Linked DNA regions of Arachis hypogaea: region 2 is linked to region 1. The links are chromatin contacts, called in public Hi-C maps. All regions are on one chromosome and are shown on one strand. Each heading gives the region's core, a stretch centred on a gene start, on an enhancer-like site or on the middle of the called end of the contact. The rest is flanking DNA. Distances are from core to core; before and after follow the strand shown. Region 1 has its middle 12 kb from the start of LOC112737510. Region 2 holds the start of LOC112737513 (S-type anion channel SLAH1).

The links. A called contact is a pair of places that touch in the nucleus more often than the background predicts.
Region 2: a Hi-C map of an unstated tissue shows a contact between it and region 1, with 5 times the contacts expected there. The contact joins the promoter of LOC112737513 here to the enhancer-like site in region 1. A contact is called at or near these places in 4 of 8 Hi-C or Micro-C datasets (leaf and an unstated tissue).

What each region holds. Positions count from the first base shown.
Region 1 is chr13:17,249,779-17,255,968 of arahy.Tifrunner.gnm2.J5K5, forward strand. No RefSeq gene overlaps it. Among protein-coding and RNA genes, the nearest start is that of LOC112737510, 12 kb to the left of the region's middle. Within about 2 kb of position 4,218, at least 2 of the 3 cell types and tissues checked have open chromatin away from gene starts, as enhancers often do.
Region 2 is chr13:17,313,931-17,319,905 of arahy.Tifrunner.gnm2.J5K5, forward strand. It overlaps LOC112737513 (S-type anion channel SLAH1), which reads right to left and starts at 4,285. Exons shown (of 2, transcript XM_025787446.3): 1 at 3,351-4,285; 2 at 1,301-1,696. The coding sequence starts at 4,130. The coding sequence ends at 1,397.

The DNA of each region.
Region 1 (6,190 bases), core at 2,968-5,467:
TAGATTATGACTTCTCTCACTCACTTATTGCAGCAGATAAATTTTTCTATGCAGAAACTATAGTATTTGGATTATTTATTGCAGTATTATTCTCTCTTCTGTGATTTGGAAGTTGTAGAAGTAGTTAGGTGATATGTTAAGATAGAATATTACATTTTCACAGACTTTGCTGCATTACTTAGTTGTGGAAAAGGAAAGTTATGGGTGTGTTTGTTGCTGATTCTCAAAAAATTGCTTTGACAACTTGATTTCAGAAACTGGAAATAATTTTAATTAGAAGCTACTCTATTTAGTTTTTCCAGAAAAGGTTAATTGATTTTTTTCTTTAAAATTATGTCAAAAATGATTTTTTCAGTGTGTATATATTACTGAATTTTTGTCAGAAAAAGCTAAAACAAACGCATCCTATGTACATCCTTCATAATCCAGCTAACTTTCTTTATTAGTCAAATGAAGATCCTTATCTAGCCTGTGCAGCACCTGAGGTTTGTCATGGTGGTGCCCTTTCTCACGATTCCATCTACTATTGTTTGTGCTGCCTCATATTGTAATTGTTGCACTTAAAATTACTGTTAAGTTTCTATAAATTTTAGCTACGGATACCTTGAACATGTGTAAAACTCTTTGATTTGTATTGTTTCATTGGGAAATCTGTTGACTAGGAATTTTAACTTACTTAATCATATATGCTTTAGCTGTTGTTAAAAGCAATATTTTTGGAATATCGTCTCTTGTGAACTCTTATATGGAATGTAAGTTTCAACTGTGAGTTGATGCTAATTTTAAGTTCATATTTATTTTAGAATGGTTATTTTAGGTATCTGGGAACTGAATCAGTCCTTTTTTCCCTTTGTTTCCAGTTAAGCTAACTTGGGATAACTTGTTTATCAATCAGTCATTTTTTCCCTTTGTTTCCATTTTCTTATGAACACCCAAATATTTAACATGATATGATTTCACTTGTTATAGACCATAGACCACTGTGACTCCTTTTTAAATATTTATAACTCTTCCTAATTATTGTGTCCTGTCATATGGATTTGGATGTTTTATTAGCATTCATACGCTAGGATTTGGATTTTATCCTTGGGCGCTCAAACACCACAAAGTGCAATGTGACAGAAAGAGACAGTACGCTGGGCAAGTCTCTCATCAACTCCATATGGCCTAAGACTACAAATTCTCTCAAAGCCTCACTTCAGTTCCACTCCTTTCTTCTCTTTCCCCTTTCCTTCATCCAATCCTTTCTAATTCCTCCTTTAGACAATCTCAAACTGACCCCTTATCCTCACACTTCAAAAGAGAGAGAGAAGAAATGCCTGGACTCACCGCACCTTCAGATTATTCTAAAGAGCCTCCTCGTCACCCTTGTCTAAAAATTAACTCCAAGGCAAGCCTTATAGTTATCCTAATTATTCCCAGGTCTCATGTGGTTTCATAAATATTTCATTTAAGTTTTGGAGATTATCAGCTTTCATTTTTTCCTTTTGACAGGAACCTTTCAATGTGGAGCCACCACGCTCTGCACTGACATGCTCGTACGCTACTCCTTCAAATTTGTTTTACAAGAGGAACCATGGCCCAATTCCCATCGTTGAAGATATTGAAAGGTTCCTTTTTTTTTCTCGACCTTTTTTCGGCTTAACTATAAATGGAAAAAATAAAATTAACTTTGTCTATGACCTACTTGGCTGAGGAGCAGGTACTCCGTTTTGGTGGAAAAGCCCAAACAGCTTTTCATGAAAGATATCAGGTTAGTGCACTGATTGATTCTATGGATTTGTCAAATAGGAATTGGTTACTGACCTGGTTATTTTGGTGGCAGGATATTGCCCAAGTATAATGTCACTACCACTTTACAGGTTGGTCTCAAATTAACAAGGAACATGATTTATTTCCGTTTTTCTTTTCGAAGGTATTTTTGTTTTTGGTATACATACTGCAAATGAATTTGAATGTCATTCTAATTCTCTATACTAATCTGTTATAACATGTATGCTAATCTATGTTAATAAGTCTCATTTTGAGATTCTTCATCAATCTCAACTCAAGGGAGATGTGAGTTGGTGGAATACATGTTCACTGCAAGGAATTGTGAGACCTCCCATGGGATGATCATATCCACCTCCCATGAGATGATCATATCCAAACTCTTCCTCAGTGGAATACATGTTCACTGTAAGGAATTGTGAGACCTCCCATGGGATGATCATATCCACCTCCCATGAGATGATCATATCCAAACTCTTCCTCAACTTCACTCAACTCTTAGAATGAAGCTTGGTTCAAATATGAAATGGGAATCACATAACGCTTTTGATTATCTCCGACATACACTGCAAGATAACCCTTTGGGACTTGTACGGATTTTGAAATTGCTTGCTTAGCTGAGAATGATGCCTTTCCCCATTTTTCTTGCGTATGTAGGGAATGGAAAGAGCAAGGGAAAGCTCTAGTGCTTAAGAAGAAGGTGTTCAAGTATTGATCTTCAGATTGCCAGGGAGTTGTGTTGTGTTGTTTCTGAAGGCAAGAGAAATGATTGTTGAAGGGGGATAAAAGATGGGGTCATGCATATGAAATCACGTGATGCTGTTTTAGAGTCTCAAACAATGGCCAATAATAGATCATAGCCTCCTACATGTTAAGGTGTAACAGCCAACTAGTATATATATGTGAGATGAATTATTATGAAGTTGAAAGCTATAGATAAATGGACTTAGAGGCGTCTATGCAAACTAAGTCTAATGTTGCATCATGTTTCCCATAGTTTGAGAAGTTCCACATTATGTTGCCCTTGAAAGGTGAAGTTTATATAAATACTTTGTTTAACAAAACCATAGATAAGGTCCTGAATCTTGATCATCATTTATTGACTTCATTATCAGCACCTAAGACACGTGAGATGTTACCAACTAATGGAAGAGATATACAGTACATTGCAAGAGCAAGAACTAGGTTTTACTTGTGCATTAATAAAGATTTCTATCAATACCTTGTGATTTCTTTGGATCCCTTGTACATATTACGGTAGACCCCCATCTTATCAAATATTATTTCTCAAGGAAGCCCTTAGTAACTATATGCAGTATATGTACTCAAACAACAAGGAAGAATTCAGTTATGACAATCCAAATGGAGGTCTCACAATTCCATGCAGTGAGGATGCATTTCTAAACTTCAGTTCTCAATTTTCCCTTGGAGCTCAATTTTTGTAAGAACCATTCACTTGCTTATAATTTTGTTAGACTGATGATCTATATTCACTTGTTCAGTATATCATTTGAACAAGTTAAATTCATTAAAGAATTGAGATATAACAATAGCAACAAGTGTTTTAAGTTGCAACAGTATCATGCCATAAGTTCATAATTACTTTCTCATTTAGAAAAAAACTTCTACAATTCCATAGGATTGAAAGCAAAATGGAAAGTTTCCACAAGACAAAGGATGAAGTGCCTTCTGTACAAATATCTCAACTAATTTATCTACATACTAATAGCATGATCTACATCTCATTCAAGCGAGAATCGATGCTTAAAAACTCATCCTTACTGCACAGAATTGTGAGACCACCCATTGGATGATCGTATCCATATTCTTCTTCAACTTGACTCAACAATTCTCGAAGTAAAGGTTGGTTCAAGTATGATATCGGAATCTCGAACCGCCTCATGTTGTCTCCAACATAGACTGCAAGGTAGCCTTATGGTACTTCAAGCCCCTTGAAAATTGTTTTTGCATGCGGAAACCCACATTGTATTGATTTTCAAAGAATTTGTATGAGAAATAAGTATTTGAGTTAGGATACTTGATCCATATTAGGTTGAAAAATATAGGTAAAAAAATTATAAAAATATTCATCAAAATATAACATGAACAAATTAAAATAAGAAGCTGCAAATATCAGTAATAAATAGCTAAAATTTAATATTATATTTCTATTTCAATGTAATTTTATGAGTGAAAAAAATAGATAAAAAAATGAAGGGCAAATGATCAGAATATATTACCAATAGTCTCCAAATCAGTCAAAGAAGCCATGAAGTTATCTCGGAAATAAAAAACACCAAAAACTAAAAATGGGCCTTGTGTAGCTCAACAAAGTAAATTTCCTTCGGGCTTTGGTCAGTTGAACCCAATTTACTTTTATTACACGAATGAAGACCTGTCCAAAACAAAACAAAAGATAATAACCCAAGAAATAAACGTTTGAAAAATTAGGAATTCCTAATAACGTAATTTGAGAAAGAGGAGAGCACCCCAGAAGATAATGTGAATGATAAGAAAAGAGAGGAACGTCGAACGTGGTCAATACAAAGAAGACATATAGTCAAAGACGAATAACGGCGTAGTTTATTCATATTTAGGGTTTTTTTTTTTATTTATTTATTTATTTTTTGTCATAACACACACCTACCACTCACACTTTTAAACTACAACCGAGTTATTGCTCACAAAAATAAAAATAAAAATAAATTATGTGTAATATATATTCTTCTAAAAAATTTAATTACAAATTTACAATCTTTATTTTTCTCCTAACCTCCTTCTTCACTAAAACGTATTTCTCGTGCTTTCAATTCACAAGTGTTCCATCTACGTTGTTAGATTGGGTTCACTTATATTCTTCTTCCCATAACAACCCGAAAGTGCCATTTTTGAGTTTTTTTTTTTTTTTTTTTTTTTTTTTTTTTTTCATACGACGGAGAGAACTGAAGAAGTGATCCAAGCCTCTTTTAAGTTTTAATCACTTTGCAAACCACGCCATTCAGATTCATTAAACATTTTTCTAATTATAAAGCGTTCCAATGCTACCAACAAACTAATCAACTTTGAAGAGTGGTTCAATTATTGGGCATCGATGCACATATTAGAGAATTTTAATTATTTAATTTGTTTATGCATGTTTTACAAAATTTTAAGTGGACTCAATTATTTAAGAATTACCATTATAATTTGTCACTTTAACTAAAGCATCAACAGCTAACTATAAATCTATCTCTCACCTCTTCACGGAAAAGAGATAAGCCGAAAATTGGTAATACTAGAAAGATAAAAAAAAAAATCAGAATTTATCTTATTAGTATTCATTAATTATTACTAACATTAATAATAAATGTTAAATAAGACAAGTTATGGCTAATTATGACTGATTTTTTATGGTTATCATACATTTCTAATCCGAAAAATAACATTTAACAATTAAGCAGGGAGACATCGATATTAGTCGAATCTTGTCCTTAGTGAAGGGATACGGCTAGAATTTGAAATTCAAAAAATAAATTTTATTTAAAGCTATTTTTTTTTTAATTATTTGTGAGCTTTTTTACTAGAGATGATAAATCAGAGAATACAATATTTTAAATAAAATTAATTTACCTAATATTTCTTTTATGTTTCTTGATGCGCAAATAAGCAACTAACTTTGCCTCCTGCTCCTAACTTCCACTCTAACCCCCATCTCCGATTTGCTAATATTGCTACTTTAGAAGTTAGTTACATAATCTATATAGCCATTATTAAAAAAAAAATTGGGCCTTCCTCTAACTTCTGTTACACACCACCGCATAACCGAACTCCCTTTTAATAATATGAGGTGCTTAATTAATTAAGTGATTATATTATAATAATAAATAATTAACTGGTAGCATTTAGCATATCAATATTTAATAGATTCATGTCTCTCTCCTGTAGATTTATGTGGCTGAGATCACGTTTATTTCACGCCTAAGATATTGGAGACTTATATATGTTTCAAAGGCATGAATGTAAGCTAGCTAATGCACGCAATGATAAGTTAAGAGTGTTAATCAATGTCAAAGAAACACCCATCTTCCAATCATTTTGGTTTGTGCTATTTTAATTTGAAAATAACCCTTTTTCTCACCACGATTGATTAGTAACTAATAAATTATTAGATTCGCATTCCTTTCCAATATAATCATCTAATGTGGCTTATGATATATTATTTATTCATCCTTATGTTTGTGTCATGTCTAATATATTGCCAATATGCCATCGATACTTCTTTATCTTTCTTTCTTCTTCTTTTAATTGCAACGGAGCTTCTATTAGAATTTAGATTTAGAAGTGTGCATGGACTAATCATATTCGGTACTTTTAACTAACCCGAAATAATTTATGTCTACCTTAATTTTCTAAGGTTACTCTAAAACCTTAAATAAATTGA
Region 2 (5,975 bases), core at 3,035-5,534, 64 kb after region 1:
TATAATATATCCCTCCTTTTAGTTTTTTTTTTTTTTTTTTTTGGTCTATCCCTCCTTTTTAGTTATGGCTTGCAAAATAAGATCATGGGCCAAGTGGGCTTTTAAGCAAGCCATTCTTGGGACTAAAGAATAGAAAAGCCTATCATGGGTACTTAATAGGCCCAGGGTCATCAAAAGTGATAATTATTGACCAAATTTATAGCGGTCTTATTGAGATTGTGTATTTGTGTTTATTGATACAATAAAACATAAATATGTTGTTTACCAAAAATAACAACATAAATATGTTAGATCATATTGATACAAAAATAAAGAGAAGCGTGTAGACCAAAAATAAAATAATAATAATAATAATAACAAAGAGAAGCGTGATAAAAAAAAAACTCATTCCAACCAAAATATGCCTGAGCTTAATCTACCAATGTTTAGCCATCAACCAAGATATACTGAAAATGATGGTTAGCGGCGTTGAAATCAAATATATGTTAATTGACTACTCCACAAGAGTTTAGTTCAAGTACATGTATTTAGCTCTTAGCAAACAATATTTATTCAAAATAGTCTGCATATCATTTTCTAATTTTTCCATCTAAAATCAACGTGTTATTTGCCTCACTTGCCTAGTGAGTTGGTCACAGCTTGTTATTAGCAACCCTCCTCACAAAATGCATACAACAAATTAAAAATCTCCTTGTTCTATTTGGTTCCCACTTTGGCTATACTTTTTCTACAGCTCAGCAAAACCACAGTGCTAGCATAAGTTAAAAAAAAAATTATTTAATACATTTTTTACGAAGATGATATTACAAATTATTAGATAGTTTGACATGTTTAATTGATTATGTTTGACCGAACTATCTAACAGTTTATAATATCATTTTTATGTAAATATATATTTATTGAAATAGTTATTAAAAAAATATTATAAAGTACAAGTTTTTTCTTGAAAAAAGAAAAGATTCTGAATTATGATTTAGGATTTAGAATAATTTTGTCTATTAAAAATTAATAATCATTAAAATTTATATAATTATTTCAAAATATCAAATTGTTTATTTTATATTTTTATCAAACCATTTTCATCATTCTACAATAAACACCAAGCAGTTTTATTATACTACACAAAGCAGCGTTTCCTATTTTTTTTTTCACTTATGTAAAAAAAAAAAAGGACTACAATAACAACTATAAACTCTTAGTATTCCGTCTTGGTGTTGGATACTCCAATTTAGTGATTTACTAATTAAGAAAAAAAAAGATAAAATTATGCAGCATTTTGTACAAATCAATAACAATCACATATAAAACAGCATCTTCTTTATTTACTAACATACATATGAAATATTTGGCGGTATATATACATTTATTTACTAACAAAAATCTCCTCTTGGTAAGACTAAACATGATTATTGACGGTTACAACATTATTAGAACTTTCTGATGAATGATCATGTTGAGTTGTTGAGGGTGAGGACTTTGCAGCAGTGTTGAAGAAGATAGAAACAAGTACTAAGAATAGTAACACCAAAGCTGAGAGTGTTGATAAGACTAACATAATAGCATGAGGCATAACCCCTTTAACTTGTTGTGCATACTCTGCTGAAGCCAGTGCCAGTGCTGTGAGGGGAAATGAATAAGCCCACCATGCCACACTGAATTTTTTCATTGATTTTTTGAATAGCAGAGGCCTTGAAACCTGTTTGTACAAAATTACAAAAGAAATTTAGTCAATCATATATCAAATGAAATGTTTCTTTGAATTTAAAACATGAAAACTTATTAGAATTTAATTTTGATGCATGTTCAGAATAAAGTAGTTTTACATGTAATACTATGTTAGCAAAAATAACTATTTTTTATATTGATCGCATGAATGATCATAAAAACAACAAATATTATTAAACGATGAAGTAAAAAGTTTTGTACTGTTAGTATATCAAAATTAAACTCAACTTATTGTTCCTAAAATTTGGTTAAGTGCATAAAAGTCTTTGTTAGTAAAGCTAAAAATAATAAAGTTTCACAAAGGAAATAATTAAAAGTAGCTAAAAGTTTTGGATAGGACAAAATGCAAATTCCTAATATCATGTATTTTTCAGAGTGAGAACTAGATTACAAGGATAGTCCCAGTTATCCAAAATTTGGCAACAATATACAGGTTATAATCAACTTATATAATTACGCAGGGACCAGTTTTCAAGTGGATCTTCAACTTGGATACATCCAAAAAGATCAGCAAACCAAATCACAGAATGAGAAGTTCATAGAACGTGTACAATTTGAAACTTTGCACCGTCATTTTCTATTTTGATTTTTTTTTCTTTTTTCTTTTTGAAAGTACATGTTTAATTGTTCATGGTCGCTTTCCTTAGGACTTCAATAAAAAGCCTTCAAATTTTTATTTTCAATTCTCTTGCTCCAAGTTGACATCGGAGAAGAAACAGTCTTTCTATCTCTAAGGAAGAGACTGCTGGTTCAGAAACAAATAAGACTAGTAAAAAAATGTTTAAAAAAAAATCATCTCTGAGAAACTAATATATAATTTAAGAGAACAACTAGGAACCAAAAGTATATCAGTCAAAAATCAGTCAAAATGTGTTTGGGTTCCATAAAAAATCGGGTTTTGGTTTGTGCTCCGTGATCTCATGAGCGATTTTTAAACATATTATTCAAAAAGTGATTTTAATTAAACAGTTTTGTTTACTTTTTTGACTGATCACATTTTAGTTCCATATACTTTTCCATAATTTAAAAATAATATCACAAATAAAATAGGTGTGTTTCTTCAATATCACATTCAACAACATCTAGTCACCAAAAAAAACATTCAACAACATCTAATAATGAATAAATAAAATAAAAAATGTTTAATAACAAAAAAATATTAATAAAAAATTTCTAAAACCTACTACTTTTTGTTTTATTTAATGTATTTTATAATAAATAAATATTAAATAAAATAAGTTCAAACAATTTGAACGGATTATCTTTTGTCTTTCTGACATTAGCAAAATATAAAATATTCTTTAATTATTAAAAATAACAGTCTATTAATAATAAATAAAATATTATTTTAATTTTAAAAACACTTTTAAAACATCATCACCACTGTAATATACGTCTTATTAATAACTATAACAAAATCTAACCGCAGTAAAAAATGTTGACACAGAATATAATTAATTTAATATTTTTTTTAATTTTTTATATTTTAAATAAAATAAAAACTCAGATGCAGTTAATTTTACGTAAAATTGATACTTGATAGTCGTTAGATGATTTGACTAATTTGACTTCACATAAAGTCAACCTTTAAATAAATAACAAGTTTGAATAGAAAAATGATTTACCAAAGACAAGAAGAGAAAGAGGGAGAGGAAGAACAACATCTTGCAGGCGCTACCAAAGCCGCCACAAATAGAGTTCCATGCCACGCTAGCCATGCTCGGCGCGGCGAAGAACAAGAAGAAAACTGGCCGCAACATCGCCGGGAGGCTATTGTTCCCGGACAATCTCTGGTAAAGAGTAACAAATAGCACCAAATAATGTGCAATGCCAAGAGAGAACATGCAAATTGCGCTCTCTTTCCATCCCATGTTGGCCGCGGCTTGCGAACCAACCAAGTTCCCTATCACCGACAGTTGGCTCGCAGGGTTCGCCACGGTCGACAGGAATCTCTTCCCCTTAGTAAACCACTGTCCATAAATCTTGACATCCAGGGCGAAAATTGGAACGGAGAAAATCCACCAGAGTGCATGGTAGTAGTTAGTTTTGGAAGAAATGAAGGGTGATGATTGGAGCAAAAGGAGCCATGAGATCCATGGAGCAAAGAGGTAGTTAACTCCGACATGGTCTAGGAACTCGTCCTTAACCATGTGGAAGTGGAAAAGACATCGGAGGACGTAGAGAAGAGAGAGCGTGAGGAGTGTGAGAAAGGCGAGTGACCAGAGAAGAGTGAAGGCGGTGAAGGGTATATAGGTAAATATGCGTCTAAGAGCGTGTGCGTCTTGGATTGGGTTGATGAGGGTCTTCCATAACAAGGCTTGGCTGCAAAGGGAGAGGCCAATCCTGAAGTACCCTGCATGGAATTCTTTCAGAATTTTGGATATGGAAGATTTCATTTCTTCCATTTTATTATTGCTTCGTATTATTATCACAAGATCTTGGAACACATATTCATAGCACTACATGTGATTCTTGTTTCTCACTACTCTCACCCATATATATATACTTTCTATCATTGTATAGTAATGTATATATACTTTGTGCAACGAACTATTTATATGGGTTGCTACAGACGGTTATATATTTATAGATCAACTATCTACTAAACTTAATTATTAGTGTAAAATATCTCTTAAAATATAAAATATATATTAAAAAAAATTAAATAATATATATTTATACACAAATATATAATGATTAATTTAATATTTAATTTTAACATATATATAATATTTTTATATTTATAGAGCAGATTTATCATATCTATAGTACAAAAATACAATATATACATAAAAATTAACTACTAAATCAGTCATTATATTTAAATAAGATAATATATAATTTAATTTATTTTTAATATATATTTTATATTAATAACTGATTTTAATATATATTTAATATAATTATATATAATAATATTTTTTATTTTAATTTTTATTTTTAAAAACTACAATAATTTTTAACTAATTTTTTTCACTAATAATAAATTTACAATGTGTTTTTATCAGCACACATATTAATTAAAGTCTAATAATGACACCTCTATTAGGAGTGAAAGCGAAAGTTAATATGGCGGCTGATATATTTAGCTGTCCTTTTTGAATTACAAGTGGTGAACAAGGAATAATGTAGGCATTAAGTATTATGTTTATGATAATAACACGGAGATAATATCTAAAATTATCTTATATAACATAATATATTTATAATTTTATATATATAATATTTGTAATTATATATTTATTATATTTAAATTTTAGTAATAATTAATAAATATTAAATAAAATAATTTTAAATTATTTAAGTATATTTTTATTATTTTTTAAATATTATTGATATGCTTATTTTACTCTTTTTTTTGTTTGTGATATTCGTATTTTAACGAGTGATAAAATGTATATTTTTTATTTTTTTTTTATAAAAGTAGGTATTTTGTTAATAAATTATAATTCAACTAATATAATTTTTCTATATTTACCTAGAAGTTAAGTCGCGGATTCGAATTTTTCCACCTTTGAAAAAAAAAAGTATTTCATCCAGGACCGAGTTTTGATGTTCTTCTCAAGCAATTTTTAGAAAGATGACCTGGAATAATGGAAGAAGGGAATAGTAATAATCCCCGAGTAATAAATAAAGTGAAAACAACTAAACAATTTATTAGTCGGAATGAAACAGGAAATGACAGTTCTTTAATTTAGACTGACTCGGATATCAGCAGCCCTTTTTGATTTTGTGGCTCTTGGAGCCTTTATTCATGCACATAGCAACCACTTTGTTATGTTTAGAGTTTGTTAGTTGTTTACAGCTATACTTCTCGTTCTTTAACGGCCATTTTGATTTTAGCAATATACCCATTAATTAATTAATTACTCTTTTATCTTTTAATATTTTAAAAACTTAATTAATCTGATTGTTCTATAATTTTATTAAATTTATAACTAAATTTTTATACTTTACAAATTTATAATTAAATTGTGATATTTTATAAAATTTTGAAATTAATTAATTCATTATTTTTACAAAAACATTAAAAAAAATGAATATTCCTAAATATATTTTTGCAGGAACTTAATTAAAAAATTATACATAATAAGAAATTAATTACATCTATGTTTAAAATAAGAGAGTAATCTAAAAAAAGTGTTGTAACTTATTTTTGTGAGTGTCACAATAATACAATATACAAAACTATATATAGATGCTAAGAGAATTAAAATAATAAAAATATAATATCTTATAATGAATATACA